Linked DNA regions of Sus scrofa: region 2 is linked to region 1. A link is a contact called in public targeted proximity ligation data. All regions are on one chromosome and are shown on one strand. The core of a region is the stretch at or near the end of the contact, and the rest is flanking DNA. Distances in the headings are between cores, read along the strand shown. Region 1 overlaps LOC110260019 (a long non-coding RNA gene). Region 2 overlaps LOC110260021 (a long non-coding RNA gene).

What was found.
Region 2: a targeted proximity ligation map of alveolar macrophages shows a contact between it and region 1. A contact is called at or near these places in 1 of 47 Hi-C or Micro-C datasets (epiblast stem cells) and 1 of 2 datasets of targeted methods (alveolar macrophages).

Annotation. Positions count from the first base shown.
Region 1 is chr3:93,659,560-93,663,769 of Sscrofa11.1, forward strand. All of the region lies in intron 1 of LOC110260019 (a long non-coding RNA gene), which reads right to left. Among named protein-coding and RNA genes, the nearest start is that of MCFD2, 41 kb to the left of the region's middle.
Region 2 is chr3:94,161,248-94,165,457 of Sscrofa11.1, forward strand. The region is part of intron 1 of LOC110260021 (a long non-coding RNA gene); the gene reads left to right. Among named protein-coding and RNA genes, the nearest start is that of EPAS1, 90 kb to the right of the region's middle.

The DNA.
Region 1 (4,210 bases), core at 497-2,996:
ACGTGGTAGAAGCCGTTTGGCAGTGGCAGTCCCTCCCCAGGGAGTTTGGATTGTCCCCTGTGCAGTTGTATTTCAGCCAGGGCGGGGAAAATCGATTCATGACTGTGTGGCTCTTTGAAGATCATTTACAGGCTCACAGGACCCAGGCCAGTGAGACATGAGAGGACACGCACCATCCTCGGCTGCTGGAGAGGGGGCTTCATTGGTGCAGTCCTTCCTGGGAGAGAAGGTAGATGTTAGGCCTCAAGACACTTGAAAACCCCATTGCCTCCCCTGTCATCCAGTGATGCTCCTGTAAATAACTGTCTGATGGAGATGACAATGGCATTCTATCTTAATGTTGTTTGCCACGGAAAAAATGACATGTAAGCTATCAGACGACAGAGCACATGCGTGTAACCCTGACATGTAAACACTGCGAGTAATGAGTCAAGCTTGAAGTCCAGGTTTGTTAACCCAAAACGATGTTTGTAATAAATCATTGAAGGGAAATAACAAGCATGGATGTGCAGGTGGATTTCATATTTGTAAAAATTATGCTTGTACCCACATTTGTATAGAAAATGTTTTTGGATGAGTTCTAGGCCCTCATCCTTGGGTTTAAGACACCCTCTATTCCTTAAACAGAGTTTCCCGAGGCCAGCTCCAGGGAGCATTAGTTCCTGGTGGCCAAATCTGTCTGGACTAATTCAGAAACAAGCCCTTCTGCTTGCAGGGTTCGTGTTCTTCAGAATGCTCCCCAGATCAGAAAACAGACCCCTTCCTGCCTCAGTTGCCCCTGGATGGGGTTGGGGAGGCCTGTGAAGACCAGCTTCCCTTGGCCCTGTCCGCCCAGGGGAAGGCAGGCTTCCACCGAAGCCAGAGAGGCTCTGTGCATTAACCGTGTAAGGAATAGAGGGGGTCAAGGTCAACACTGGCCTTGGGACATTAGCCCAAAAGTATTTAGGGGAATCCATTATGTGCAATGCGATGTGCCAGGTGTACAAAGATGAATGAGCTACAGCTGTTGCCCTAAGGAGCTCAGCCTAGTGGGGAGACCCAAACCAATCCCTTTTTTTTAGGGTTGTACCCAGGGCATATGCAGGTTCCCAGGCTAGGGGTCAAATTGGAGCTATAGCTGCTGACCTACACCACAGCCATACCCCCACCAGATCTGAGCTATGTCTGCAACCTTCACCACAGCTCATAGCAACACCAGATCCTTAACCCACTGAGCAAGGCCAGGGATTGAACCCACGTCCTCATGGATCCTAGTCGGGTTCATTAACTGCTGAGCTTTGAAGGGAACTTCCCCAAACCAGCTTGATGTGATTGATAAATGGGGAGGGGGGTGACCCAGGAGAGGAGGGGGTGCCCTCCTTGGGGGAGCAGGGAGCAGTCTTTCCCCACTGCACCAGAATAGTTATCCATCAATGTAGGCATTCCTTGCTTTGTTTAGCCAGCTACCCATTAGCCAACCACCTAAGGGATGGTTCCAGAAGCTTATACTCTACAGTCTTGACCCTGTCATCTTTAACACACAAGCTTGTGATTGAAGGACAGTCATTTTTAGGAAATAGTGATTTTACAGGGAGATACTGCCCCATGTGCACTCCGGGGGTGAGGGGTGTAAGCATGCACACACACACACACACGCACACACGGGCATGCATGCGTGCAAATTCACAAGCCCAGAGTGAGCTGAGAAAAGTCAGCTTCGCCTACAGTCTGACTGATTCCTCTAAGGATCATCAACACAAACAATGCAGGGGTGACTCATCGCCTGTGACTCACAGCGCTGTGGGACTAAGGTCCTGCCCGCACAGGGCAAACATCATAGTATTTGTCCTTCTGTCCCCTGAGGGGGAGGGTTCCCCCCAGCCCAACCTCCACCTCTAAACCAGGTGAGCCTGGACGGGGGCAGCTTATGATGTAGAAAGTAAGGGAGCATTCTAGAGAAACTCACCTGATCTGGGCAACAGGGGTGATGGGAGGCGGGGTTTCTTTATTCAAGGATTTACAGAAGATGTATTTCAACACAGCATTCCCCACTGGGCATTCAGAACAGGGTATGATTCCCCCCCCCAAAAAAAACCAAACGATTTCTTGGTATCTTTTCAGGAATCCATTGATTGTGCAAAGTGAGGTTAGTGTGCTGGAGTGAGGAATATGGGGGTGAGGTGGGGAGCAGAAATTCCCAGTTGAAAAGTCAGAGAGGGTTTTGGACCATTGAGGCCACTTCCTCCCACCACCCTGGGCCTTGTGACTTGCTGATTCCCTGTCCTCGCCTTTACCCTCTTCCAGCTACCATCCCCCCCCACCCCCGCCCCAATCTGGCCCTGCACTCAGGGCTGGAGCCCGAGGGGAGGGGCTGCCCTGCTCCTTGCTGGCAGCTTGACTCTCTTCAGCTGCTCCTGAGAACACTGTTCCAGAGGATCAGGTTCCTGCCTCTGCCCCCGGGATTTATCAAGCAGTCACTGTGGATCTGCGATGTCTAGGATGATAGGGGGATGAGGGTGGGACAAAAGAGGCCAGTCCTTTAGCCAGGAGCCAGGAGTCCCATGTGATGTACCTAGGGAAGGGGAACTTTAAATGTTTACCCTGGGAGTTCTCATTGTGGCTCAGTGGAATCCGACTAGGAACCATGAGGTTGTGGGTTCAATCCCTGGCCTTGCTCAGTGGGTTAAGGATCCGACATTGCTGTGAGCTGTGGTGTAGGTTGCAGACACGGCTCAGATCCTGTGTTGCTGTGGCTGTGGTGTAGGCTGGCAGCTACAGCTCCGATTAGACCCCTAGCCTGGGAACCTCCATATGCCGTGGGAGTAGCCCCAGAAACGGCAAAAAGAGAAACAACAAAAAACAGAAAAAAAAACCTCTTACCCTGGAGTGGAGGTGCACAGAAAGACTGTCTTTCGGAGGCCAGCCTTCAGTTTGGAGATGCAGTTGCCTTCTAGACCAAGCATCCATAGTTCTGGGCAACCAGATGCCCAGGTCAGTAGGTCAGTAACTTGGGGATGTCCCAGTTTGGAGGAGATGTGGCCTTTATCTTTGAGACAGTCAAAGGAATGCCTTTAAGGCATCCTTGGTCTGAAAGGGAAGCTGGAATTTCTCCCTTTCCCGTTTCCCATCCTTCAAAGCAATTAATTAATGTTGGCAGCGGGAACCCACGGTGGGCAGAGGAGCCTGGGACTTCCACTCCTCCCGCCAGAGCCACTCACAAGCGAAGCCTGAAGTGTGGCCTTGTCTGTCAGATTGTTGCAGAGACTGAAGGAGCTCTTTGATAAGAAAGTGCTAAATAACAAAACATGAATTATAGAGAACGTAGAAACCAGGGCCTACAGATTGGTTGGCTGGATGTCAGGCCCCTAAGGGTCTTCTAAAGACTGGACCTCTCCCTCCTCTTGGAGGTGGTCACCAGGCCAGCACCTGGGAGCAGGCAGCCTCCTGCAGGACCACAGGGCAGAGGTGAGGAGTTAAAGAAAGGCAGTGAGACTGCTGTGCTGGGGGTGGGGAGCAGAGGGACAGGGAGGAGCTTGGGAATGGGGACAGGGAAACAGCACAGTGCCGCCTGGGTGGAAATGATGGGAGGGGGCCCAGTAATGTGTCCTGGGAGCGGGGGGAAGCAATGGAACAAGGTTACAGTATCAACGGCTAGAAATCTTGTGTGTTGACCCATAAGGACTGTGGCAGGAGATGGAACTTGCATAGAAATGTGTGCCTCTCAGATACACAGGGACAGCCAAAAAAAAAAAAAAGAAATGGTGAAGATGAAGGCTTGGGGCAGAAGGCTCACCTCAACCTCAGGACCAGGGGTGCCCCCGCCCCTCTGCCCAGAGATGGGTCCTCAGACATCGTGGGGGGGCTGGTGTGGGGAGAGGAGTCTGCCTGGAGGGACAGAGAGGGATCTAGGCATTGGAAGTGAGGTCCAGAGTCTCTGCTGACCAGACACAAGGGCCAGGCCTTGCTCTCCCTGCCACCCCCACCCCATCCTGCCCGTGAACTGCACACTCACAGCAAAGAGCTGTTCGATTCCGGTGCCTGTTGTGGGAGAAGGAATATGACAGCCTCTGCCCGAAAATTGTCCCCTACTCGTCAGTGTCAGACACACCCTGAGCGGCAGGGGTGGGGGTGGGTGCGGTGAGTGGGAGAGGCTGGCCTTGGATCTGGCCCGGAAGGAGGGTGGTCTTCAGCCCTGTGTGGTCCCACTGGGACTTTAGTGCTCAGGCTTCAC
Region 2 (4,210 bases), core at 809-3,308, 500 kb after region 1:
AGAGCCATGAACACTGTCACTGTCTGGGGAGCCCAAGGACACAAGACAATTAAATGTAATGTGGTGTCTTAGACGCATTCCTGGAACAGAAAAAAAGACGTTAGGTAAAAACTAAAGATGTCTGGATTAGGTGTTCCCACATAGAAACCCACCAATATTGGTTCCTTAGCTGCGACCCATGTACCTGAGTACATTTAGCTCTAGAGGAAACTCAGTGCAGGAACTCTCTATAATATTTCTGCAACTTTTCTATAAATCTAAAATTATTCCCATCATGGTGCAGTGGGTAACGAATCTGACTAGGAACCATGAGGTTGCGGTTCGATCCCTGGCCTCGCTCAGTGGGTTAAGGATCCAGCGTTGCCTTGAGCTGTGGTGTAGGTCGCAGACGCAGCTTGGATCTGACATGGCTGTGGCTCTGGTGTAGGCCGGCGGCAACAGCTCTGATTGGCTAGCCTGGGAACCTCCATGTGCTGCGGGAGCGGCCTTAGAAAAGGCAAAAAGGCACAAGATAAAATAATTCTAGAAAATATTCATTAATTAAAATAATAATAATTTAAAAAACCCTTCCCCGGCCCCTTCTTCCACCTCCGCTTCCCAGGGAAACTTCTGGAAGGGGTGGTGTACTGCTGTGGTCTCTGTGCCCCGCCACGGCCAGCCTGTTCTCAGTTCCTGCCCATCATCTTTAGCTCTCGACCAAGACCACTGGGATCCTGGGCAGCGATGATCTCCGTGTTGCCAACCCAGAGCCACTTTTTTCTTCCTTGTTTCACCTGGGCTTTCAGTCTAATACGTGACCCAGTTCCCTATCCCTCCTTCCTGAAACACCGTTTTGTCTGGGCTTTTGGGGTAGCAAAATCCTGGGAGCTTCCCTGCCGATGGCTGCTTGCGCTCAGCCTCGTGGCTGGCTCCTCTTCTCTTGGACTTCTGTCGGCACCTGCATGGCCCCGCCTCTTAGGGCTCTGTTGTTGGTCTCTGTTCTTACCCCGTAGGTCAAGTCGATCCAGTCTCGGGTTTAAGTACAGTCAGTGCCCACATTCGTCTCTCCAGCCTCAGCTGTTCCAGGTAGGGACTGTTTATCATGCTCCTTCCGCAGGAACGTGGACACAGGCTGTCAGACAGTTAAGGGGCTCCCCAGGGTTACTCAGCTAGAAGCAGCAGAGCCAGGATTTGAACCCGGGGCTGTCCGTCTCCAGGCCTGTGCTGTGAGTGGCCAGGCTGCCCCACTGCCCTCTCCTTCCATCCCAGCTCCCTGTCCCGCCTGCTCCTCAGGGTCTCCCACACGTGCTGCTCATGCTGGCCTCAAGTCTTTTCCCCCCTTGTCCACACCTCCTGGAATGGACCACCCCCCCGACTCTTCCCCTCACCCCTGCTGCGATCCTCTTCCCTCTCAGGTCTGGTTGGGGGATTCTCCAGTTCTGAGGCCCAGGCTCAGGCTGATGAAAACTCCCCCAGGACCTGGGGTCTACCTTAAAGCAGCTGAAGGCTCATTTGTATCTATAAGGTTCATGTTCTCTGGGCTTGAGATGGGGGTCCTTGGCCCAAGTGCATTCCTGGGGACCTTAAAATATGAGCTCTGAGACCAGGACTGCCTGGGAAAATGGGGGCCAGGGGCCTCCATCACTACACACCAGCTCGCATGGGGCTGAGTTATCCAGAGTGGCTTTTATTTTGTTTCTTCTACTAGCTGGTGAGCTCTTGGCGAGACCTTGACTTTGCCAAATAAGTATCATTTAAAGAAAGCGTGTGTGTGTGTGTGTGTGTGTGTGTGTGTGTGTGTGTGAGTGAGTGACAGGGCTAGAGATGTACTTCAAACCCTTTTCCTCCTGGGGCCTGGGAGGCCAAGGAGGCTTCAGTCAAGACGTGAAGGACTTCCTTTAGTTTTTACCAAGGTCACTGAGAGGCCAAGCAGTTCCCACAGGGGCCACTGAGTTCAAAGGAATATTTTGAGGAACTGGGGTGATGCTGTAATCACGATTGTTTGAGAAGAACTGAATGTGCCCTGAGGGAAGAGACCAGGACAGGGCCTGGGAGGTGGCGGCGGGTAGAGCTGTGGTGGAGAGGCCTGGGTACTGGCTGAGAAATTGGGAGCGGATGTCATGGGCAAAGGACACGCGCTGGGCTGGGACACTGGCCCCTTTACTTCTGAGGAGTTGGGCCTCGGTCACTCATGGTGTGACTTTGGGCAAGTCCTGCCCTTTGCCTCCCTGGCTTCGGTTTCCTCATCTCTAAAGCGAGGAGGTTGCAAAAAACAAATGAGGAAGTTGGGCTATGTCATTTCCAGGCCTTTTCCAGCATCTTGAGTCCGTCTGGGAAAATCCATCCAGTGCTGTCTTACTGGCGCCACCCCTGCCTCAAGAAAGCAAGAGCCCGTTCACCTGGTCCCTCCTATGCAGGCCTCCCGATAAAGATTCTTGTTCACGGGAAGCAGAGAATGGGCAGGGCTGGAGATGGTGGAATCTTATATGTTGCGAAGGAAATGGGCCTGCACTGTATCTCCAGAATCTGCAGGTCACCTCCCAGCTCCGATTTGAAATGTGTGTCAGAGACCACGCTTTGGGAGAAGGGTGCACATTGCCCTCCAGGGATCAGAGGGAGTCAGGGCTGGCCCTTCCCCCCTGCTTGGGCTGCCTCCTCCCTCAGCTCTGGGTCTCAGTGTCACCACCCTCCAAAAGAGAGACTTCTCATCTGGAGGCTGCTGACCACGGCAAGTGCTGGGAAGCTGTCCCGCCCTGCCGAGGCTGGCCTGCCTGCAGGAGAGCAGGCCTGGAGGTAAGAGGAACCCCGGTGGCTGAACTATGGCCCTGCTGCCACCCCTGCTCACCTGGCCATGCAGGCACACACCTACTCCTAAGCTGCCTGCACTGTGAAAAGTGAAATATGAAAGCAGGAGTTTTTAATCAGAGTCTAAAGGAGCTCCCACCATGGCTCAGTGGTAGCAAACCCAACTAGCATCCATGAAGATGTAGGTTCGATCCCTGGCCTTGCCCAGTGGGTTAAGGACCTGGTGTTGCCGTGAGCTGTGGTGTAGGTCACAGATACGGCTTGGATCCCATGCTGCTGTGGCTGTGGCTTAGGCTGGCGGCCACAGTTCCAATTGGACCCCTAGCCTGGGAACCTCCCATATGCCGTGGAGCGGCCCTAGAAAAGGCAAAAAAAAAAAAAAAAAATTCAATGTCTTCACTCAATTGCTAGAACCAAACATAAAAGAAGAAAGGATGGCTTGTGTGGGACCATGTCCTGTGCTTGAGCGCCTTGGAGAGGCTGAGTTCCTCTAAGCCACCAGGGACGATGGCCTTGGCGTGCTCCCCACCCCAGCCCAGCTTGCTGGACTCAGAAGCAAGAGGGGCTTGGAGCTGGGCCTCCTGCCAAGGCCTGGAGGCCACAATCACAGCCTTCAGTCCAGACCAAGGACACCTCATATACCCACAGCCCATGGAAATTGTGGAGGGGGGTGGGTGTCAGAATAGCACCCACCCAGGTCTGAGTCCTGGGTTTGCCAGTGCTCCTGAAAGACAGGCTGAAATATGTCATTCACGGAAAAGAAGAAACGGGGACATTTTCAGGAAGTCCAGGATGGTGGGCAGAGCACAGAAAATCCAATCTGAAGGTACAGGCACCAAGTCTGGGAAAAGGAGAAGAGTAAGCAACGGAACCAAAAGGAGGTTAAAGGCTAAAATAATAGTGGCAGGAATGTTCCTTTTGGAAATGAAAACAGAGCCCCAGCAGAAACCGACCTCCCAGCGGGCACAGTCGTTGTGAGCGCAGGAGGCACAGCCAAGACTGGGTTTACGTTTGCTTCTTCCGTGAGCTGGTACCCCCAACTCGCCTCTGCCACCCTCCGTTACATCTGTGCAATGGGTGCCCCCAGGACTGCTCAGCCAGAGGCTCAAGGGAGCCACCAAGATAACTGTGTGGCCTGGACGCTTAGGGGAATGGAGTGCATGACGCGGGACGCTGATCTAGGATTGACTTGTGACTGGAGGGTCCCTCCCAGCCCCGGATCATGCCAGGGCATCACCATCAGGTCATGAGGTGGAAAAAGAAGAACCCGAAACATCAGGGAACCCTTCACGCCCACGTCCAGCTGGGGCTCTGGCCGTGCTCTGTCTCCGTCTTGAGGAGCTCTCTGCCCTTCCCGTGGGCATTCTGCCTGGGAGGCCTGGCAAGCCTTGCCACCTCCACACTCAAGTCTCTCTGAGCCCCAGAG